Linked DNA regions of Oryctolagus cuniculus: region 1 is linked to region 2. A link is a contact called in public Micro-C data. All regions are on one chromosome and are shown on one strand. Each heading gives the region's core, a stretch centred on a gene start, on an enhancer-like site or on the middle of the called end of the contact. The rest is flanking DNA. Distances are from core to core; before and after follow the strand shown.

What was found. A called contact is a pair of places that touch in the nucleus more often than the background predicts.
Region 1: a Micro-C map of ear pinna shows a contact between it and region 2, with 2.0 times the contacts expected there. The contact joins the enhancer-like site here to the promoter of RESF1 in region 2. A contact is called at or near these places in 2 of 6 Hi-C or Micro-C datasets (ear pinna and skin fibroblasts).

What each region holds. Positions count from the first base shown.
Region 1 is chr9:128,214,956-128,220,346 of mOryCun1.1, forward strand. No RefSeq gene overlaps it. Among named protein-coding and RNA genes, the nearest start is that of BICD1, 59 kb to the right of the region's middle. Within about 2 kb of position 3,281, at least 1 of the 8 cell types and tissues checked has an H3K27ac peak or open chromatin away from gene starts, as enhancers often do. A contact at or near this core is called in ear pinna, where this site is marked.
Region 2 is chr9:128,137,637-128,143,312 of mOryCun1.1, forward strand. RESF1 (retroelement silencing factor 1) reads left to right here and starts at 4,413. Exons shown (of 4, transcript XM_008259424.4): 1 at 4,413-4,563; 2 at 5,575-5,665.

The DNA of each region.
Region 1 (5,391 bases), core at 2,031-4,530, 76 kb after region 2:
TTTATAGGGGTGGTTAGGCACTGGGTGAAAGACCCTTAATGAGGTATGGAGATTCTCTACCTATGCAGGTGCCCTGGCCATTGTCACCTCTGTATACACCGCTTTTGAGTGAAGATTATTGTTCCTGTATGTTAACTTCTAAGTGAAGATTTCTCCAAACTGGCGGTTTCTGACAATTTATCAGTTGAGGAATTAGAACGCTGCGAGCTATGGGGTGTGCCGGCTTCCTGTCCTACCTGTTTAAACAGGGAGTCTCTGTTCCGTTTCTGCACTTAGTCCATGGTCATCTCATGCCTCGACTCCTCCAGTTGGCCTTCTCTGCCTCCTGCCTCAAGCTCGACAGAGGCAGAGATGTAAGAAAGGAGAAACGGAGGCCCCGAGTTGTGGGATTGCTTCGTTCAGTTCTCCCACTTAGCCCTGCCCTGCGCCCTGTCTCACCCTCACTTGGCTTCTGTGCTCGGCGATCGAGGCTACCGTAGCTGTCCTGTTCACCTGGGCTCTGCAGAGCTGGTGATTAGTAAATACTTGGTGGATCAGTGACTGAAGCATCCTTGTCCACGCTCTCACATGACCTCACAGAGACCCAGCCTCAAAAGAAACTCACACAAGAGACTCAGAGATGGCTCTGCTTCACCTCCATGGGGCCTGGAGTTAACTCTGACTTCCGAAACCTGTGTGCTCTTGCCTCGGAGTGTACGGTCGTGGGGGTGGGGCAGGAGAGGGCAGGTGCTTTGTGTGTCCCCTTTATTTATCAATGTGTAGAGGGGAGTGTTGATGCAGATTTCGTGAGTGAACTAGAAGAATGGGGGCCCCTGCCAGTTGCACATTGGACTGGCCATAAATACTGGAATCTGGACTCTGTCCAGTCATGCTGCACAAAACACTCATTGTAAAGAGAAACTCAGAACAGCTTCGATTTGGGTCAAGGAGAAGAACTGTCGGCAATGCTGTGTCTGACTCGTCTAGAGTGAGCTGAGAAAGCACTCAGTGAGGGGTGGAGAAAGCGCACCACGGTGGAGCAAGGCAGGCGCGTGCCCAGCCCTTCGCTCGTGCTCTGCCCTGAGAGTTTTGCCTTGGAATTTAGGGCAAGAAAATTCCCGCGTTTCAAACCACTTGAATTACAATTTTCTGTTATTGGTTTGGATGTTTTAATCAGTTGTAGATAAAACACCCAGCAAGGCGGCAGACAGCGCGGTATCGTAGGTTAAGCCTCATTTGGGGCTCTCACATCCCATATCGGATCACCTGGAACTGAGTCTCGCCTCTGCTTCTGCTTCTGGTTTCCTGTTGATGCACCCTAAGAGACAGCAGGTGATGGCCCAAGTGCTTGGGTTCCTACCACATCCGCCTGGGAGATCCAGGTGAAATTTCTGGCTCCTGGCTTTGGCCTGGCCCAGCCGTGGCTGTTGTGAGCATTTGGGAAGTGAATGTCAGAAATGATCGTGGTGTGTTTGCATAAAAGACAGCCGATTGCAGGCGTGATAGTAGGCGTCAGCAGCATGTGGATAGGGAGCTGCGAGAACCTCACAGCAGGTTGACTGTTGAGCCAGCTTGGCAAACTGTGCACCACTTGTTATCTTTGTAACCTTCAGCAATTCTGTAATCTCTAACAACCAGATGTCTGGTACACAGTGCTCTTGCCTCTGAGTTCCTGGTGCGCTGATGATCCCGCGGTGTAACTCCCCTTCCCCTGTCCTAAATCGGCCATTACCCCTCCTTCACTCTGCCTTAGGTAGCCTCTCAGGTGTAGGTGCACCTCCCAAGTTTCGGTGAGGAGTGGGGGAGGGGACTTCTGCATGGCGGGGATAAAAAGAGCTGGATTTCTGAGGGCGGTGCCTGCTTCCACCCCCTGCTCACTGCTCCCAGTACCAGGTATCAACAGACACCTCGCTTTCCGCTTCCTTTATGCTTCTGAATCTAATCTTTAGTAGGTCGGTGGTCTCAGGTGGGCTTACTTCCCACAGTGAACCAACATATCGAAGATCTCTTTCTATCTCTCTGTCCCCCCATATATAAGTGCTTCTATTTATTTTTTCCCACGAATTCCCTCCAGGTGTCGGTCAGCAGCAGGTAAGGAAGCACCCTGCTCAGAAGCCCTGAAGTCCCCATCTGCCAAGCCCTTGGTCAGTTGCTCTGTGATTGCTGAAGTCAAACTGGACACAGCATCTGCCCCGAAGGTGCTGTAACTCCAGTAAATTTGCAGAGTGGACAGGGGCAGCGGGCGCCACAGCTGCCCAGGAAGCCAGTGTGCAGACCTTGAGTGAGACTGAGTGACGGCTCATTCACATCCTTCTGCTTGTGGGGCGTGCAGTTACCAGGGAGGACTTTAGCCTGAGAATAGGGAGACCAGGTTTCTTGGTTCAAGTCTAGCACCGAGTTGCCATGTGGCATCAAGAAGCTCACTGAATGTCAGCAGCCTGAATGTTTTCTCATTCGCGAAAATGCAGGAGCTTGGTTTGAGATGTTCTTCAGAGATGCCTTGTTTTTGTCCACACCTAACTACTCGTATCTGTGTGTAGAAACAAGTGATGCCGGCGCCACGGCTCACTAGGCTAATCCTCCGCCTTGCGGCGCCAGCACACCAGGTTCTAGTCCCGGTCGGGGCACCGGATTCTGTCCCGGTTGCCCCTCTTCCAGGCCAGCTCTCTGCTGTGGCCAGGGAGTGCAGTGGAGGATGGCCCACGTGCTTGGGCCCTGCACCCCATGGGAGACCAGGAGAAGCACCTGGCTCCTGCCATCAGATCAGCGCGGTGCGCCGACTGCGGCAGCCATTGGAGGGTGAACCAATGGCAAAGACCTTTCTCTCTGTCTCTCTCTCTCTCACTGTCCACTCTGCCTGTCAAAAACAAAAACAGAAAAGAAACAAGTGACATGTTCTTCTGGGTTTGCGTCTACCTCCCTTAAGTGCGGTGTTTGGTGTGTTTTGTGGAGGCCTCACAATTACTAACTGCTGTGGTCTGCAATGATTTGGATGCCCTTTGTCTCCTAAGGATTCAGGTACTGGGAGGTGGTGGAACCTGGAGGAGGTGGGGCCTCTTGGGAGGCATTAGGTCCCTGAAGGCACTGCCCTCAGAAGGAATCTGTGTTGTGCTTGTGGGACCCTGGGGGGCTGTTATAAAGGACCCAGTCTTGGAGAGGGCATTTGGCCTGGTAGGCTGCTGGTTGAGACACCTGCGTCCCGCGTCTGAGTACCTGGATTTGACTTTGACCGCAGATTCCGGCTCTCCATTCCAGCTTCCTACTCATGCAGGCGCTAGGAGGCAGCAGGGAGGGCTCAGGCGACTGGGCTCCTGCCACCCACCAAGAGACCTGCCTTTGGTCCCCCGCTCTGTGGAGGGTTGTTGGAGGTGTTTGCAGAGTGCTCTAGCACATGGGAGCTCTCTCTCTTTCTCTCTCTCTGCTTCTCAAATTAAAAAATAAATAAATAAAAATGTTTTTTAAAAACCCAGAGGAAATCTGGCAGGTCTCTGCCTCCTGTCTCATTAGTTGAGTTTGCCCTCTTGCAGCTGCTGTCTTGACATGATCCGTCACGTGACAGAGCCAAGGTGGCCTCAGAGCAGCTGAGCCAGTGCCAGTGCCAGGCCCTTGAGCCACCAGAAGGCTGCTCGCCTGGAAGCAAGAGAAAGCAGCAGAGGGTGACAGCGCAGTGAGGTCTGGGTTCCCAGTGCCAGGTCTGAGCAGCCACAGCCCCACACGTGAGGACCGCCAGGAGGGTCTGTCGGTGGAGGAATCGAGAGGCTGGCACTCGATCTCAGGGTCTGGGCTGCTGCTGCCTGCGGTGCTGAGTGTTCAGTGGCTTCTTTGCCTCTTGCCTCAAGTCACTGTTGGGGATTTCCTAGGCCAGTTCTCAAAGACGTACAGTCCACCCGAGAACCTGGGCCACACACACTTGCGTGTGTGCCTAGGTGGCTGAAGCCATCGGTAGCCTTACACCGCTGCACTCTGGTCTTTTATCCTGTGGTTTCCTTTGTTGCTGGGTTGTTGGCGCCCAGTAGCAGTTGGAAAGGGCTGGTGCGGGGTACAGGGAGGATGGCTGGCAGCTGTTTTTCTTGGATCTGGCTGTGGGTTGCGGAGCCAGATGCTTGTTATTCTCTCCCAAGCCCTCTAAGCAATCTGCCTTGGGTCTTGTGACGGGGGTGGGGGGGTGGTTGTGGAAGGGGTTTATAGGGAGAAAGCGCATTCAACTCAGCCTTGTCCTCGGGTTCCGAATGTGGGGGGTATGCCCTGAAAAACCAGGAGTGTTGGTGTTCTGTGAGAGAGGCTTGGGTGTATAATTTTTTTTTTTTTCACAAAACTGATATTTTACCACATTCTTAGTTTCTTCATGACAAAATAACAAATCATTAAAAATGTTATAAGGCAATTTAATGTTAATTACTAATGTTTTCAAAACAGTAAAATTATGAAAAATCTTATTACATTCACGTGTATCAAACTTCAGTGAACAAGAAACGAAAAGTGAAACTTGCTGGAGAATATTCAAATGTTTTTTCAGTGGGTTTACGTCACACTCCTGCTGCACGTGGTATAATTTTTAAAAAGTGAATCAATTTAGAAATGTAGTCTCCTCCTGCAGCATCGGTGATCTGTTACTGAAAATTGGTCGTTCTGTGAAGGACAAATACACCCACAAGGAATAAATGCAGGCAAGATGGAGAATGAGCTGTAATCAGTAAGGTTTGGGGCTGCATTTTTATACTACAGGGACGTAAAGGGGTGGTGTCTGGGGCGGAGCTTAATGGAATATGCAAAGAGGTGGAGCTTCCCGCGGGCTCAAGTACCTCTTGTTTCTTGTCCTTTTTTGGAAGTCTCAGAAGTGTCATAGCAGGTGCATCATGGGAGTGGAAGTGTCAGCCATGGTTATGTCATTATAATGACCTAATAGGCACTGCGGGGATGCAGCCTACAGTCATATTAGATAATTCTAGCTGGCACTGGTTGTGGTTTTTTTTTAAAGATTTGTTTATTCTGGCATTGATCCTAAATTGCAACATAGAGGAAGTTGCAGTTTCTGCTGTGCGGAAGAGGGTGGGGTCTGGCAATACACTAGAAAGGGATTTGGATGGTGTGACTGGGGCTGTCACACAGCGGGTCATGCAGGACTGCTGCAGGCTGGGGCTGTCACACAGCGGGTCATGCAGGACTGCTGCAGGCTGGGGCTGTCACACAGTGTGGGTCACGCAGGGCTGCCGCAGGCTGGGGCTGTCAGACCTCGGCTCTTTGCTGCTGGCTACCTCCCTGGCTTCATCGTCTGCACATGGAAAGGAACAGAAATGATTCCTTGTCTCAGTGAGGCCAAGTAGCACATACACAAAGGGGTACTACTCAGTCCTTACAGAGAAAGGAATTCCGTCATTGGCTGGGTGCCAGTGAGTCCTCTGAGGTGTAGAC
Region 2 (5,676 bases), core at 3,163-5,662:
GTACCTGTATCTGTCCCACTGGGCCAGGCTGAAGCCGGAACCTGGAACTCAAGCTGAGTCTCCCACTTGGGAGCCAGGGACCCAAGTACTTGAGCCATTGTTATGGGGAACAGCCACTTAAGGAGAAGAATTCCATGCAGACAGGACAATGAGCAAAACAAGATTTATTGAAGTCAGAGACTCCTGCCCCAGCATCAGGGGTGGTCCAAGAGAAGACTACCCTAGAGCTTGCCCACCTGGGGTCTTTTAAGCACAATTCAGGGGAAGAACAGAATAGCAGTTAACAATCAATCAGAGGGTGAGGACGAAACCTAACTGCAGGCCAGAATTGTAATCCTGTCTAGCCTGCTTGGGATAAAACAAAAAAGGCCACCAGAGGGTTGGGATAAGTCACTTAGTTTTTCCATCTCCTTTTAAAAAAAGAATTCATTTTAGTTATTTGAAAGAGTTATACAGAGAGAGAAGGAGAGACAGAGAGAGAGGTCTTTCATCCATGATGGTTCATTCCCCAAGTAGCTGCAATAGCCAGAGCTGAGTGATCTGAAGCCAGGAGCCAGGAGCTTATTCTGGGTCTCCCACGCCGGTGTAGGAGTCCAAGGACTTGGGCCACCTTCTACTCTCTCCCAGACAATAGCAGACAGCTAGATTGAAAATGGAGCAGCCGGGACTGGAACTATTGCCCATATGGGATGCCGGCACTCCAGGCGGTGGCTTTACCTGCTATGCCATGGCGCCGGCCCTCTGTTATCCTTCTAAAACTGGAAACTCGGGTCTGGCACTATGGTATAGTGGGTTAAGCCACCACCTGCAGCGCTGGCATTCCCTTATAGGTCCCAGCTGCTCCACTTCTCATGCAGCTCCCTCGTAATGGCTTGGGAAAGCAGCTGAGGATGGCCCAACTGATTGAGCCCTTGCTATCCATGTGGGAGGCCCGGAAGAAACTCCCGGCTCCTGGCTTCAGCCTGGCCCAGCTCCTAGCTATTCCAGCCATCTGGGGAGTGAACCAGCAGATGGAACATCTCTGTCTTCTCTCCTTTCCTAATTCGGCCTTTAAATAAATGAATACATCAAAAAGAAAAAAAAAACTGGAAACAGAGGAGTGAGATCAGAACATTTGTCTTATTAAAGGCAGTTTCTGGTGAGAAGCATGCATGTTTTTCACTCTTACCCGGACTTCCCGTTTTCTCATTCCAGTGGGGACCTGAACCACCTGCCTGTCAGCCTTCTAACTCATCACAGCATCACCTGCTGCATACCCAGGTATTACGGACCAGAGACTGAAGGCAGCACTGGAGGCTTATTACGCGTGTGGACTTGACAGGATGCACATCCCAAGTGGCAAGCCCCGATTTTAGCTATTCTTTGTTTTTATACCCACATCGGGAAGTTACAGGGATAGGGTTGTTCCTTGAGGCACCTAAGCATACAGAGAACCATCTCAAGCATACAGTTGGGCTTTGTGTAAAAGTATTCCAGGAACTGCTGACAGGTGTGTGGTTGAACAGTGCAGCAAAATGTCCCTAAAAAGTCCCTGAGCTGATAGTCCTTGAAGTTGGCTGCAGTAATGGGCATCCTACCCTGTTAATGCTATCATGTAGGAGTTGGTCAGAGATTAAAAAAAAAAAAAAACAAAAAAAAAAAACAAAAAGCCACCGTCGTGATTAGTATTAGCAGGAGACAGCCTATAGCAAGCCTCCAACAAGGGTATGTGCATAGAGCATAATAAAAATCAACATAAGTAACTCCATTTTATTTTTGTAACTTGTTTTTAAGTAATTTGTCTTGAACAACATGATTGACATAAAAAAAGGGAAAAACATGTTGAGTGTAGAATTGAATGCCCACATCTGCAAAAACAGCTACAGCCTCAGTGACAGGAGCTGATGTCTGCGAATGCTAAGAACAGAAAAATAACTTAAGACTTGAGAAAAATGCATTAAGAAGAGCATATTGGGCTGGCGCTGTGGCATAGCAGGTAAAGCTGCCACCTGCAGCGCTAGCATCCCATATGGGCACCGATTGAAGTCCCGGCTGCTCCACTTCCAATCCAGCTCTCTGCTATGGCCTGGGAAAGCAGTAGAAGATGGCCCAAGTGCTTGGGGCCCCTGCACCCATGTTGGAGACCCGGAAGAAGCTCCTGGCTTTGGTGCAGCCCAGCTCTGGCCGTTGCAGCCATTTGGGGAGTGAACCAGTGGATGGAAGACTTTCTCCGTCTCTCTGTCTCTGCCTCTCTGTAACTCTGCCTTTCAAATAAATAAAATAAATCTTTAAAAAAAGAACAGCATGCTGTGAAGAGGACCGGTCTCAGAGCTGATGCCTGCACCCTTTGCCTCCTAAAAGCTGTGACGCCCCTGATGGTCTGAATGCAGTCTGAGGCCAGACCAGTGCAGCCCCTGCGTGGTAGGAAGGAAGGTCTCTCTGAGGCCACTCTCTGCCCTCTCTGCACTCAGCTTCTGCTCCCATGCTTGCGGCTCTTCTACAACCCGGTACCACCTACAGTGGGAAACACTCCCACCTGCCTACACTCAAGGAACAGACTTGGACACAAAGTACAGGAAAACCAGGCTTTTAACAGTGGCCTTGAAAGATTGGGTGTTTGGGAGGCAGGCACAGTGGGTGTAGTCCCAGCAGGGACTTATTTTCCTAACATGCAGATCCCGCCCCCATTTCTGCACTGGCTGAGTACTGTGGGGTTACAGTCTTCCCAGAGGTTACCTAAGTTTTTATTATTTTTTATAAGACAATCGCCTCTCCTCCCTCCTGTTCAAGTTTCCACCTCTGAGAAATGGCTCACTGGCTCTATGTAGTTGACCCTTCCCTATTTGACTATACTGTTTTTTCTTGGGGGGGGGGCGGATTTCAAGTGCGTGAGCTTTGTGGCTGCTACATCAGCGAGCTTCTATACAAGCTGGCTACTGTCGCTCCCCCTCTTCGCGGAAGAACGACACAGGACCCTGCGCTGTTCTTTCGTCTGCTCGGCCCTCCCCGGGTTTGCTGCTGGTTCTTCCCGGGTTGGCTGCTGGTTCTTCCCGGGTTGGCTACCGTCCCTTCCACCTCCGTGGAAGGGCGGTGCCCCCTGCCACTTTCCCCACTTCCGCGGGGGAGCGGCACACCGCCCGCCCGGCTCTCTCGGGGGCTTCTCAGGTGTTCCTCTTAGATGTTCCTGGTGCATCTTGTCTCTCTCCTCCTTTATAGTCCTCTTCCACCAATCCCAACTCTGCTACCCACATGCCGAGCACGCTGCTCTCCTCCAATCAGGAGCAGGTCCTACTGTTTATTGGTTGAACTGGAGGCAGCTGTGTAAAAGTTGTTTTTACTCCTCTCCCAGCGCCATATTGTGGGAGAGCAGATGCGTAGAATAAGTCTTAATTCGAGTAACTTAGTCTAGTCCGAGTTGCTCCCCACAGGCTACAAGTAATTTCCAACTCAGAGCTAAGCTTTTTGAAAAGAAACCGTGTTTTTACTTCTCCCACTGCTGTTCATGCAAACTGAATTCAGTGTGTTGCTTGACTGGATTATATGATTGATCCATTGGTTTACCATTGGATTAAGAACTTGACATTTGCCTCAGTTACTCACGGACACCCCCAGTTTCCTTGGGTTTCTTAGGCCCTGTGACTTCCTGGAGTTGATTTGACTGGGATGATCAATAAGGCATGAGATTGTGGAGAGACACAAACTGTGACTTGGGTGACCAAGTAAGTTTCTCTATCAGGACCGGGCACGTGAGCAGGAAGCTGGAATCTGGAGTGGAGCCGGGACTCGACCCAGGTTCGTGATGTAAGGACAGAAAAGCGGGACAACGAGGAGACAGAACAAGGACTCACAGCTAGAATAGGTTTATTCAGAGACAGACCAGAGAGGGGCTCCCTCCTGGTGAGCGTGCAACAGAGAGCCACCTGGGAACACACAGCAGGGAGGGAGTGGGCCCGCACAGACTGGTGGCTTATATAGCTTAGTGGATGGGACGGCTTGGGAGGAGCTTGGCTGGGCTGGGCTTCTGAGATAGTGGCTAGAGCTTGGGCTGGAGGCAGCTCCCTCGAGAGGGGTGTGGCTGGTGAGGGTCTTAGAGTGGGGGGAGCTGGGGCTAATGGCTGGACCCTTAAGATGGGGTTTGGCCGACGGTCCTAGCAGGGCAGGGCTGAGTGAGCTGAAGGGGACCGCAGGGAATTGGGGTACTGCTGCCAAGCGCGCAGGTGACAGGCGAAAATAGCTCTAAGGCTTTTGTTTCTGACCGCTGTGCCAAAATTCTGATGCAAATAAGAAGCGAGAGGCTCTTCACGTGGCTCAGCAGCTTTCACCGGAGCCCAGGGAAAGTGCTCTGCAGGGCCAGCGGCGCGGGCCCGGGGCCCTGAGCGCGGCATCTGGGCGGCACTAGGACCGGGAGCGGGGCCGCCCCGCGCCGCACGCCCGGGGCGGGGCTCAGCTGTGCGGGAAGCCGGGGCCGGGCTGCCCGGCCCGCCCCTGGAGGCGGACCCCACTTGACTTAAACTCCGGGGCCGGGAGGCGGCCGCGTTCCCCTGCCTGCCTGCCTGCCGGCCGGGGCTGTCCTCCGCGTCCGCGGTAAGTGGGCGGCCGGGTACCGCGCGGAGCCTCGCTCGCCTCCCGGGGACGGCCAGGCGGGGCGCCGCGGGCCGGGGCCGGGCGCGCTGGCAGCCGCGGGCTTTTGTTCTGCGGCGCGGAGCGAGCGGCGGCCGCGGGCAGCTCCAGGCCCGGCCCCCAGCCCTCCGCGCCCTCGGGCCGCCGCCCGCCGCGGTCGCTGCCCGTCGGGGACGCAGGGGCGGCGGGGCCGGAGAGGACACCGAGCCCCGGGCGCGGGGCGGGGCCCGGGCGGGCGCACGCGGTGTCGCGTCGCGGCGGACCGCTCTCTGTCGCTGGAGTGGAAGAGTGGGGAGAAGAAAAAAGGACCAAAAAACCCCCCACACCTTTGTTTTCCTTTCTGTGTGTCCCCGCCCCTGTGCAGCCGAACCCGGGGCGCGGGCGCTCGGCTCGCGCGTGCAGGCGACCGTGGGCGCGCCCGTGCGGAGGAGCCGGGGTCCCCGTGCGCGAGTTCGCGCCTCGGGCAGCTGGGGCGGCGTCCCGCGGGATGCGCGCTCCCCGGGGACTCGCTCGGTGGGCCTCGAGCGCCTGCCTGCAGGAGGGAAAGCAGGTGATGTGAGTCTGCTCGCCGCACGAGCCGCTCGGCAGCTGCGGGTTTCTGCAGAGCGTGTTGACTCTCAATCAGGATGGAGTTGCACTGAGTGACGTTCCTCCCTGCCCCCTCCAGCCCCGGTAGTCGCGTTCCCTTTCATTAATGCCAAAGGAACATCGCTGAGATGGGACGTTTCTGCTCCGAACTGAGGGAACCCGGAGAAGTGTATGCATTGTAACCTAAGGGAATGGCGTTTTGAGCCCAGATCTGGCTTCTGTCCCGTTCTAGCACCCTTAAGAATGCAGTGTGTTTACTGTGCTTTCAGGGCAACCTTAAGGGACACAGCTGCACAGTCATGTGTCATGTCAGGCAAACGCGTTAGCTAGCGGGTCCTGCCACTCATCACACAGTGATTTTTTTTTTTTTTTTTTTGCTCTCCCTAGAACCAAAGAAGTGTAGATACTGTGTGCACTTAGACTGGCACGTTTGCAGGGCAATGGAAACAAGCTTACTAGAGAAGAGTTCTAGTTGAAGGTAAGTGTGAT